Regions from separate parts of the Drosophila melanogaster genome. Here region 1 is linked to region 2. The links are chromatin contacts, called in public Hi-C maps. All regions are on one chromosome and are shown on one strand. Each heading gives the region's core, a stretch centred on a gene start, on an enhancer-like site or on the middle of the called end of the contact. The rest is flanking DNA. Distances are from core to core; before and after follow the strand shown. Region 1 overlaps eag (ether a go-go). Region 2 overlaps rut (rutabaga).

Region 1 (5,566 bases), core at 2,212-4,711, 200 kb before region 2:
CCAGGTCGCGTTCGTTGCGTATGGGTGCGACCTGTAGCAGCAGCCATAGTGGGGTTTCTGCGGGTATGCGAATCGGAATTAATAACAATTATAGGTAAGTACGGGACAAAAGGGGATACCGAACACCAGAGATGCATATACCCATACATATGCACGAGTATATGTAATTCCATTCGCATTGGGGTCATGACAGGAGACACAGACGGAAATAGCGGTGAGACAGACACGCAGACGGACATTTCATTGGATTGCAATTATTGATATGGAACGCTGGTTAATGGATGTTGGATTCGGAATGCTCAATGCAGCATTCAGACACAATGGCCAGCATGTAAATCGCCATCGTACAGTGCGCTCCATATGTGTGCAACAGCTGAAACTGTTTTCGTCCTTTGTCTCTGCGCATGAATAATTCAATGAGCCCACCGATTGTCGAAGCAATCGATGCGTTTGCCAATGTAAATTAACGCATTTAAGTCACACATTCATTTTCAGGGATATTGACATACTTATATGCAGTCAGTGTTTAAATAATAAAGGTATAATTGTAGTATTTATTTATATTTTATATAAAATTTACGAAGAAACTTCTTCATCAGAGGACTATGTATTTTTTATATGTCTGTCTGCATAATTTAGAATTATAAGTTATTAAAGGGATCTGCAGGCAGTACGTTAGTTTTAATTGCCCAAGACTTATTTATTTTTTACACGTACTGCTAACGACCGCAATTCTCGTAATTGCCATTAAAGCACATCTATCTCTCTCTCTCTCTGTTCCGTTCCGATTGTGTGTACGTGTGCGTTTGTATTTGATGGCATAATTATTCACCAATTGCAAGCACAATTTGCTACTTCCGTTTCCGGCGAATGTTTATGTGCGGTCACATTGTTTCAGTCTCTCTGTTCCAATTTCTAAACGTATAAGTATACGATTCCGATGCCAGGATTGATGGCAACTGACTGGATTAATTTACTCTGTCTATATCCAATTGTCAGGGGACACCTGTCAGTGGGATATTCAGCTATTGTTGTTCTTCACTAGTCTGGCTCTCCTTGGCCCAAATCCGAATCGAAGCAAATATTTTGCTATCTCAGTTTGGTTTTACCAATCCGAAGCGCGCCAGATGTTGCACTTTTCCATATTTTTCAATTGATTTATGCCAATTTATGCTCCCCTACCCATATTTCCCTTTTTATCTCTGACCGCAGATGCAACAGGATGTGGAAATATTGCTGCGGGCAGACTGCCAAGACACGAATCGAGATGGAAACCATGGCAGCAGTAGTATTGCCACTCGGAAAATTCCACTGGTAGCGCGGAAAATGCCACACACACCTCCCCACCAAACCCCCTCAATAGCAACCACTTTTCAATACCTTGGGTTTGTGCCTTGCCAAACTGCGAGAGAGCGCAGCCACACTGCAAATCTGAAAACTCAAAGGCGTTAATTCATGAGCTCGACACCCAAAAATATCTGGCGATACTCGCTGGTGAGCTTCTATGAGTGGCCGTGGCACGACTCGATTCCACTTGATTTGGCTGGGATTGGGATTGGGATTGGGATTGAGTTTGGGGTTTTGGGATTGAACGGATATGGGCAAATACTACAGGTGTCTGGACGGGCTGGCTGGCAGCTTGATTGATGGGCCCCACTCAAAAGTGCCGGCGGGCTGCCATCGCAGCCCCAATTTGTTGGCATTACGTGGTGGCAGGTGGTAGAGGTAGAGGGTTGTGCACATTCGCAAATAGAATTCAAAGGGGGTTCGAAGGGCTTGGGGGCTTGGCTGTTTGGGAATGAATTATGAAAGGTTCGGAGTCAGAAATTCACGAAATGAACAATTTACACTGGGCACAAGTCGAGCATAAAGCCAAATAGCCTACAGTGGCGGTTAAAAAATTAATTTGGATTCGAAATTTGGACACACTTGTAGGAAGAACATTTTGAGCTGCAGATAACCGGCATAGCTAAGATAAATGCTAAAAAGATAGTTTTTTTCCATCGTTTTGTTTCCAATTTATTTTGGATTTTTTTTGCGTTTTATATTTAAAAAGAAAATATGTTATAAATTTACTTGAACTCTTCTAAATAGTTATTTTGTAATTCAATTTAAAGACTGCAATTTCTGCTTAAATAATTATTCCAAAGCAATAGCTGATTTTTCTACCATAAGTGTGTTGTCGCAAAAAAAGGACAAAGGACCTTTTGCATAGCAGGGCGACTTTGATTTGGGTATAGCATTAGCTTCAACTTTCGGCCATTAGGCGCAGGCAATTTAGCACACAACAATCGATCTTGGTAAGGGGGTCAAAGGCCAGTGCACTTCCCAAAAGTATACTCACTGTTCTTCTTGTACAGCAAAATCTCGAACTGATCCTGCTGTTGGTTCTCCAGCGTGTACTCCAGCCGTCCCACCGTCTCCTTGTCTGTCAGCTCGCCATACATGAAGCCGCATCTGTTGGGTTTTTTTTTTGTGTCCAAGGATGTGAATGTGGATGCAACGATGCCAGAATGCCAGAATGCCAGGTTGCCAGGTTGCCGGGCAGGAGATGCCAGAAGAAATAGAAAGAGATGTGGAGAGCAGACGAGGTATTATTCTTGGTTAGCTTTACATTGGTTGCATGCCACAAATGCACACACACACACACACAGCAACAACAACAACACACACGCAAACCTATATGAAAATCAAACACACATATGCACATGAACACCAGGGCAAGCACATGCAGCGGAAAATGGGAAAACAGCAAGCGTTCCAATTGGAGGAAAACATGCCGAACAAAACAAGATTGATGCACCTGGGGCCCATCGAGCAAAAATACGAAGAAGCTTCACTGCGCACAGCAAAATGTATTAAACAAATATCAATTTAATGCACCGCTGCTCAACCGATGGGGTCACACATTTCCTTGGGACTCAGGTCAATAATTTATATATTATATTAGGCCAAGGAGTAGTAGAAACACATAAAGAAATTCCGAGAGCTAAAGAAAATTAATTGCATTTGGTTAAAATAAGAATATATTTCCTAACTTTGAATTTTTAGTTTATTCATTGAAAGCACACTCTTTTCGAACAGTGTTGCCTTTACCTGGATTATTGAAATCAAAAACTGTATTCCGATATTTGATACTCCCAACATACGGCCGAAAGTTATGCGTGGAAAACTTTTCCCAGCTTTCCCCAACGTAAAGTTGATTACTATAAGCGCGCTGGTTGGCTTTCTTATGCATATTCTGTGAATACCTTTTGTTGAATGTATTATTTTTCGTTCGCTTTTCCAATGAAAACCAAATAATTAATGATCGAGTTTCTGGGCTAAACAGGGGACTAAACTTTCGTTGCCTATGTGTATTGACTTGGAAAAGTCAGCTCAAAATCGGGACAGGGAAACCACTTGCAGTGTCGAACAAAAAGTGTTGCATACTTTTCGGGCCAGGCTTGATGACGTCAGCGGCGAACGAATTGAAACGAGAACGCAGCCGAAGGAAATGTGGGAAAGCATGAGCAGGGAAGTGGAGATGGAGGAGCAGTAGTTAATTTCTGTTGTTTTGCTTTACTCGTGCCACGAACAAAAGTTCAACAAACTACGAAACGGCGACGTCACGGGTTCGTTAATATGTGTGTGTACATTGTGTTCGCACATAGACACATAGGGGCAAAAAACGAAATTGGGTTACAAAGCAAACAAAAAACAGGTCCTGGATTCGGGGATATGGCCATAGATATATTAGATATACGTGTATATATGTATGTACATACGTATAGATATGGATGCACAAAGTGTTTATGTGCTCATGGGTGGAGCACAGTAAAAGCCCTCGACAAGCACTCGAAATTCTATTATTTTCTAGGGGGTCCAACGAAAAGCACTCAACGAAAATCCCTAATTCAATCTAACATATACTGGGGGAGCCGTGCACAAAGGCCTTTACTCGGTGAAAATGCACTTAAGTGATTTCGAAACCCTTTTTTTCATGGCGCCAAAAAGTGTGCGATGAAATTCCAAAGACAGGATTTTTGTTCTAAATCAAATGTAAGTAAGTGCGCATGGCAAAGGAGTATTATTTTAAACTCTTGAAATTGTTAAAAATTTTCATAGGGCATTAAGTCGAGCACCTAGTCGTATACGCAATCTTGTTGGCCTTTCTAACAGTTACAAAACATTTTCTAAGCCTTAGCTGAATAGAAATACACATATAACCATGATGAATGGTAGAAACACTATTTTATCAATAGTGAAAATATAGTGATTCCTAACGAGTTTATACTGTACAGTAAACTTTAGAGCAACAAAAGGCGATTTGCGTTGCGCCAAAAGAAATTGCATTGAAGCAAATGTCGAGTGAAAATCAAACGTTTCCTTTGGTTCTTTTTTTGTTTTTTTTTTTGCATTTCTTCATCCACTTTCTTCTGTTTCCTTTCTTTCTATTTGTGCTTTTCTTTTTAGCTGGCCACTGTTTTCTGGTTGCCTTTGGCCGTCATTCCAGTTGTTTCATTGCATTCTTTTTGTGTTTTTTGGATCACACGCGACCAGAGAACAGAAACAAATAAAAAGAAGGACAACAACAAAAGTGGGTCACAGCAACAACAACACTGGCGGATTAAGCGAAAGAACGAGAGGGATAGAAAGTGGTGCCCAGTGTGTGAAGGAGATGGCAGTTGCGCTAGCTAAACGGCAGATTGGCATTAAAAACTTGTATTTTTTTCCACCTGGGGAATTTTCGGGACCGCTGATGCTGCAGCAGGTGAGCTGACGAACGAACCGTATTTCTATTCTTTTTTAGGGCCGCTTTTTTTGGCCTGCAAATTACAAACAATTCTCGGGAGAATCATTGGATACGCTGGCCTCTGGGCGAGCCGCTTGTTGATTTATGAGGCTGGTGGGCGAAAGAGATAGATTGAGATGGAGTGGAAAGAGAAGGGGTTTAGGCGAAAGCAGAAAAAAAAAAATAGATTGAGGTACCGAGTTCACGACCAGCGAAAGTCCTCGCCGAATTCAGGCAAACAAATGCAGTTAACACTATTTCTACCCATCTCTTTCTTTTTTGTTATAGCCATCTCTTTCACATTGCACTCGCTCTTCTCTTCCATCACATCAATTCACCAAAGGATTGCATAGAAAATTTGTTTGACCAGGACCACCGGCAGGCAATTTGCAACAGTGTAATGGGAAATGGAAACGCAAGCGGTAGGCACAAAAGAATAACGGGTTAGGGGGAAAAGTAGACCAATTTTCCGCGAAAAAATTAAACCAACTTTACCAATGGGATTCACATTGCCTTAACATTTTTGGTATGCCGATTCGGATATTCATTATGTATTTCAGAGATGTTAGCGTAATTTGTTATATATTGTATATCCTCTTTATGATACGTTGTGGCATTTTTCCTCAATTACAAAAGATAAAAACATAGTAAAAGCCTTCCTGTCCATCTGCATTACGTTCGCTGAGCAGCAAAGTGCATTAAGTTCGACAATGGTTTTTTAATGGCCAGCAAAAATATGCGCAAATTAATTGGAAAAAGAGAACAGAAAAGTATATGCGGTTAAAGAAGCTG
Region 2 (5,084 bases), core at 1,421-3,920:
GGGAGAGCGAGCCGCTATTGCATGCCAGCAGCGTCGCGCCGGTAGCCAAGGTGAGTGAAGACGCTGAACACCTGCTCTGGAGCAAGGAGATCCTCCTCTGAACAGCCAGCACCGCCTTGTCCCAGCCTCCAAGTGCCTCAGAAACTGACCTGTAAAAACCAGATAACCGGATTACCAAGACCCATATCCATCCCATTCGTAACTAATGTCCAAGAACCACAATAGATTTGTATGTATTTGTGAGAAGTAGGGAAAGGGATTATAAAGATAATAATAATAATAATAACAATAGCTTAACCAAGTTTATATTAGCATTTAATGTAAAAAGCGCACTTTTCTAAATGAATTTACATCGTTATTATTACCATCTGAATAGACAGATAAATTGTTAAGTTTTAAAGATATATTAATTTAATTAATGAGCCATATGCTTATACACCATTTTGTTGATCTCAAATTAAAAGTATAGTTTTTGAAGATAACTTAGTTAAGCTTTTAAATGAATCATTTATAGTGACTATATAGTTGGTGTGATAAAGGAATTCCTTGAATACGTTATGACTTTTTTTAATCCATTTACATGCCAGTCTATTTGTGAAGCTTGCCGACCACTTGCCCCGAATATCCACTCCTTATATTTATATCTGTGTGTACCATGTGTCTAACTCTCTATGTCCACTCTTTGCATGACCGCGCACATCTATCTTTCTCTCTCGCTTGCTCATCTCCGACTAACCACGCCCCCAGATCATGCCCATGCAGCATGCGCCAAAGTACGAGCCACCACGTTACACTTCTCCCCACACCATGTTGTCGCAACAGCACCAGCAGCAGCAGCAGCAGCAGCATCAGCATCAGCAGCCGCAATCGCAATCTGCCCAGGATCAGCAGACACATCCCGCCCAGGACCCACATCCTTTGCAGCGGCAGTACGCCATGTATTCGCAGCAGCCGCAGCTGCCGCCGAAGCCAGTGCTGAGAACGTACATGAAGCCGTTGCCGAAGCTGCCGACGGATCTGGAGGAGAGCCGCGACATGTCCTCGACGGATGATCTGAGCTCACGACCACACTCGCCCTCGATGAGCAGCTCGGATGAGAGCTACTCGAAGACCACAGAGGGCGAAGGTGAAGGCGATGAGGACTCGCCGCGCATGGTCAATGGTGGCCACCTGCATCATCGCAATGGCTACCACCTGCCCGCCGGTGGTCTGGTCAACCCATTGCAATGGCTCTACCCCTGCGACATTCAGGTGGATCCCACCTCTCCGGTCGTCGACATGGCCCACCTGCATGACTTTGAGCTAAGCTCCACCACCGAGAGCCAGGGCCATCACACTAACAGCAACACGACGAGCAACACACAACACAAGGGCGACAGCTGCAACAGCTTCGACTTTCAGAAGGCAGCAGTTGGAACGGCAGCGGGTGCGGCAATCGCGACCAAGTCGCCCTTCGAGCGTGAACTGCAACGTCTGCTTAACGAATCCTCGCGAGCTCGTTGCCTGGCGACTGCGACAACGACGGCTGGAGCCATCTCTACCACAGATCAGACGGCCAGCAATGGAAGCCGTGAGTTGAGCTACTCCCTCAGCAATGGGAAGCTGAGCTCTGCGAATGGACATGGCGTTGGAGGATCCGGATCCGGATCCGGATCGGGATCAGGTTCAGGTTCGGCGGTGGGCAATGGCAGCGGTGGCAGCGGCAGCAGCAATGGCAATCTCAGCGGCGGCAGCGGCAGCAACTCGAACAGTGGCAACAACAACAGCAGTCACCACAAGACGGAGCAGCAGCAGAATATGGATCACGAGCATCTGGCCGGTGGCAAATTGCTGGGCAGTAATAGCTTCATGATCGCCAAACATCCGGTGGGCTTGGAAGCCATCAAGGAGATAACGCGCAACAAGAATCCCTCGGAGTCCAGCCAAATGTGAGTAGACCATGACCAGTGATGGGAAGAAGCTTGGTAGGACATATTTACTTAGTTGTTTATCCCTCAATTCGATAAAAAAAAAAATCAAAAATTCCACAAGGAAAGTGCTTTTGAAGGGGGATTACTTTACCTTTGACCTTTTACCTTTATATGACTTACATATACAATATTTGATAGTCTACCTATGTTATTAATCCCATCACTGACCATGACGACAGCTTCCATTCCATGACATATGGTGTAGGTTCGCCGCTTTCATTACCGGTATGGGGGTTGGCTTTATATTAATTTTAATTTTAAATCCTTTAAATGATATATGCATATCTGAAAACCTTATCCAATCGAGCGAATGTGTGACTCTTGCAGGCAAACCTCGGACACGGAGTCCTGCGAGATTCTGCACGAGAACCGCAACCAGATGCATGTGCTGGCCATGCTGGAGATGCATACGGCCAAGGAGCTGAATGGCAGCCATGCGCATCACGGTCAGCATCACCAGCAGCCACAGAGGACGCATCGCCAGCGACCGCGCTCCAAGGAGCTGCAGTACAGCCACGAGAGTCTGGACGGACTGGATGGAGCGGTGCAGTCGCAGTCGCAGCAGCGACACCAACGCTATCATCACCACCATCACCACCAACAGAGGCAGCAGCAACAGCAGCGCTACAACCATGTGCAGGAGCAGGAGGAGCGTGACGACACCGAGGACAACCTGGCCGATGAGGAGTTTGAGGACGACGAAGTGGGTCGTGATGTGCGACAGAAGCGCCTACAAAAGTCCGAGCTCAATCACAAACGATCGGAGGTTGCAACAGAGGCAGGCAATCACCACGACGACGAGGTGGAGGAGGAGGACGACGATGACGACGAAGAGGAGGACCACCGGAATGGCGGGCGGGAGGCGGCACCGCTGACTAACGGCAGCATGCGCGGCCTGGAGGCCAATGTGATAAACGACGAGCTGAAGTATGGAGCAACCCATCTCAATCACCAGTCCATGGACTCCAATCCGTTGGAGAGCCAATCGGAGTGGTCGGATGACGATTGTCGTGAGGAAGCAACAGGTGAGAACTGAGATCTCTACCATTTTCTCTAACCATAACTAATGCTTTGTTTTATTTTTTTTTTTCAGGGGGAGCCGAGTCCACGGGCTACATTACGGATGAGCCCGGACTGGAGAACATCTCGTTGCTGAACGAAGCTGGTCTCACCGATGCCGAGGGCGCTCTCTCGGATGTCAACTCGCTGTATAACGCGCCGGACGTGGACGACACTTCGGTGTCCAGCCGGGCCAGCTCCCGCCTGCTTAGCCTGGACTCGCTGAGCGGCCTCTACGACTGCGATCTGGACTCCAAGCACGAGCTGGCCATCGTCAATGCCTCGCACAAGATCTCCAGTAAATTTGGGCAGCCTCTATCACCGGCACAGCAGCAACATCAACAACAGCAGCAACAGCAACAGCAGCAACAGCAGCAACACCACCAACAGCAGCTGCAGCAGAATCCGCAGCACACTCAAGCCCAATCGCATTTGGCTCCGGTTCAGTTTCAGTCCGCCGAGGAGTTGAGAGAGTAAAGATTGAAAGTTCGTGTGAAGCAGGTGGAGCGTTAAACACTCAAACGTTGTTATTGCTATATGCAAATGGTGTCTAATAATTTACAATAAAGCAACCTAAACTATAGTAAACTAAATCTAGAATAGGTGACAGATATGCATATATCGAAATATATATATATATATATATATTTATGTATGTATAGAAGCAGAGGCACTTAAAGCTGCTCTAAGGCACCCCTAGATGTAAGCCCGTTTACTTTACTGTGGCTAGATCATGCCTAGCAGGTATTAACTCATATATATATATATATATATATAGTATATATTTAGTATATGCAAGAAGATCTATATGTATTGAAAGTAAACACGTAGTCATTGGTTACCCCGTCGCCAATTGGCCCAGTTAAGCGTTCCAGTTACTATACCGCGTGAAAAGCAAAATGAATATTTAGCCGCAACTTGAGATATCCAATGCTAATCCATGAATCCATCGTTTAGTGCGCTTAGTCCTTTTAAGGACTTAGATAGCGAAGGATCGCAGCTAGGCGACCCCTGACCACTCCCATATGTTATTAGTGTATAAATATATATAAATATATATATATATGTATATGTACCATTTTAATCGAATAAGCAAAGATTTGGCCATTTATACGAAGCCACAACCAATGCATGACATGTTGTAAATAAAACAAAAAGTTATAAATATTTTTTTTTCGATATTACTTTAAGGCTATAAATTGCCCATAGACTGCTCCACCACCATTAATTCGAATTTGAAATTGAAATCGAAATCTTAATCACTTGAGATCTACCTACCAATTCGTATATTAATATTAATATAACCAGCGTAAGATACGTAAATCCCTCTGTTTTCCTTTCCGGTTCCATTTTTCGAGCTCCAATGCGCCCGTGCCCCACGCCAAGCGTCTTTGATCTTAAATGTATGTATTTGTTTGTGGCCCATTCTTGGGCTCAACGGCAAAACACAGAAACTGGTTTAAACTTAGCTTTTGTATTCCAAATATATATGATGTTGCAAATTTTTAGTTTAAGTTCCCGAGTGCTCGATGGGAGTCACTTAAAGTGGACTCCACCATGTTGCCTGCTGCACAATTGTCAAATTTCATTTGCTATGCTACACTTCAGTGTATTCGTTTATAAGATCTGTATATAGAATATTCGAAATGATGGAAGAGGATTTACAATTATTAGACATATAAGATGCAGAGACAAAAGAAATATTCTTGATATTGTTGTCCCGACCCCAATAAATGAAACCAAAAACCAAACAAACAACCAACACCAAGCAAATGAATATAAACTGAAAGAAAAAAAAATCTCGTACAACTGTGCAAATGATAAATAAGGTAAATGATAAATGTGAACAAACAAATCCATATTTTGTGTGTGCAATTTATTAAGTCGCCCTAGGAGCGCCAAATATTATTAACAAAACTACACCAACGCAAAACGATATATAATGAAAGCAACAACCACAGCTAATGCAAGAACTGCAAACGGCCCACAGATAAACTTCTTATGCAAATATATAAACACAAATAGCGCAGAAATGTATACATCAAATACATATGT

What was found. A called contact is a pair of places that touch in the nucleus more often than the background predicts.
Region 1: a Hi-C map of the Kc167 cell line shows a contact between it and region 2, with 1.9 times the contacts expected there. The contact joins two enhancer-like sites. A contact is called at or near these places in 7 of 107 Hi-C or Micro-C datasets (the Kc167 cell line, cellular blastoderm embryo, embryo and 1 more).

What each region holds. Positions count from the first base shown.
Region 1 is chrX:14,987,211-14,992,776 of dm6, reverse strand. eag (ether a go-go) reads right to left here. Exons shown (of 17, transcript NM_078603.4): 5 at 2,345-2,457; 6 at 1,381-1,431; 7 at 1-57. Among named protein-coding and RNA genes, the nearest start is that of be, 34 kb to the left of the region's middle. Within about 2 kb of position 3,461, at least 4 of the 39 cell types and tissues checked have an H3K27ac peak or open chromatin away from gene starts, as enhancers often do. A contact at or near this core is called in the Kc167 cell line, where this site is marked.
Region 2 is chrX:14,788,092-14,793,175 of dm6, reverse strand. It overlaps rut (rutabaga), which reads left to right. Exons shown (of 18, transcript NM_078601.4): 15 at 1-50; 16 at 748-1,928; 17 at 2,298-2,995; 18 at 3,064-5,084. The coding sequence ends at 3,506. Among named protein-coding and RNA genes, the nearest start is that of Ag5r, 4.1 kb to the right of the region's middle. Within about 2 kb of position 2,670, at least 3 of the 39 cell types and tissues checked have an H3K27ac peak or open chromatin away from gene starts, as enhancers often do. A contact at or near this core is called in the Kc167 cell line, where this site is marked.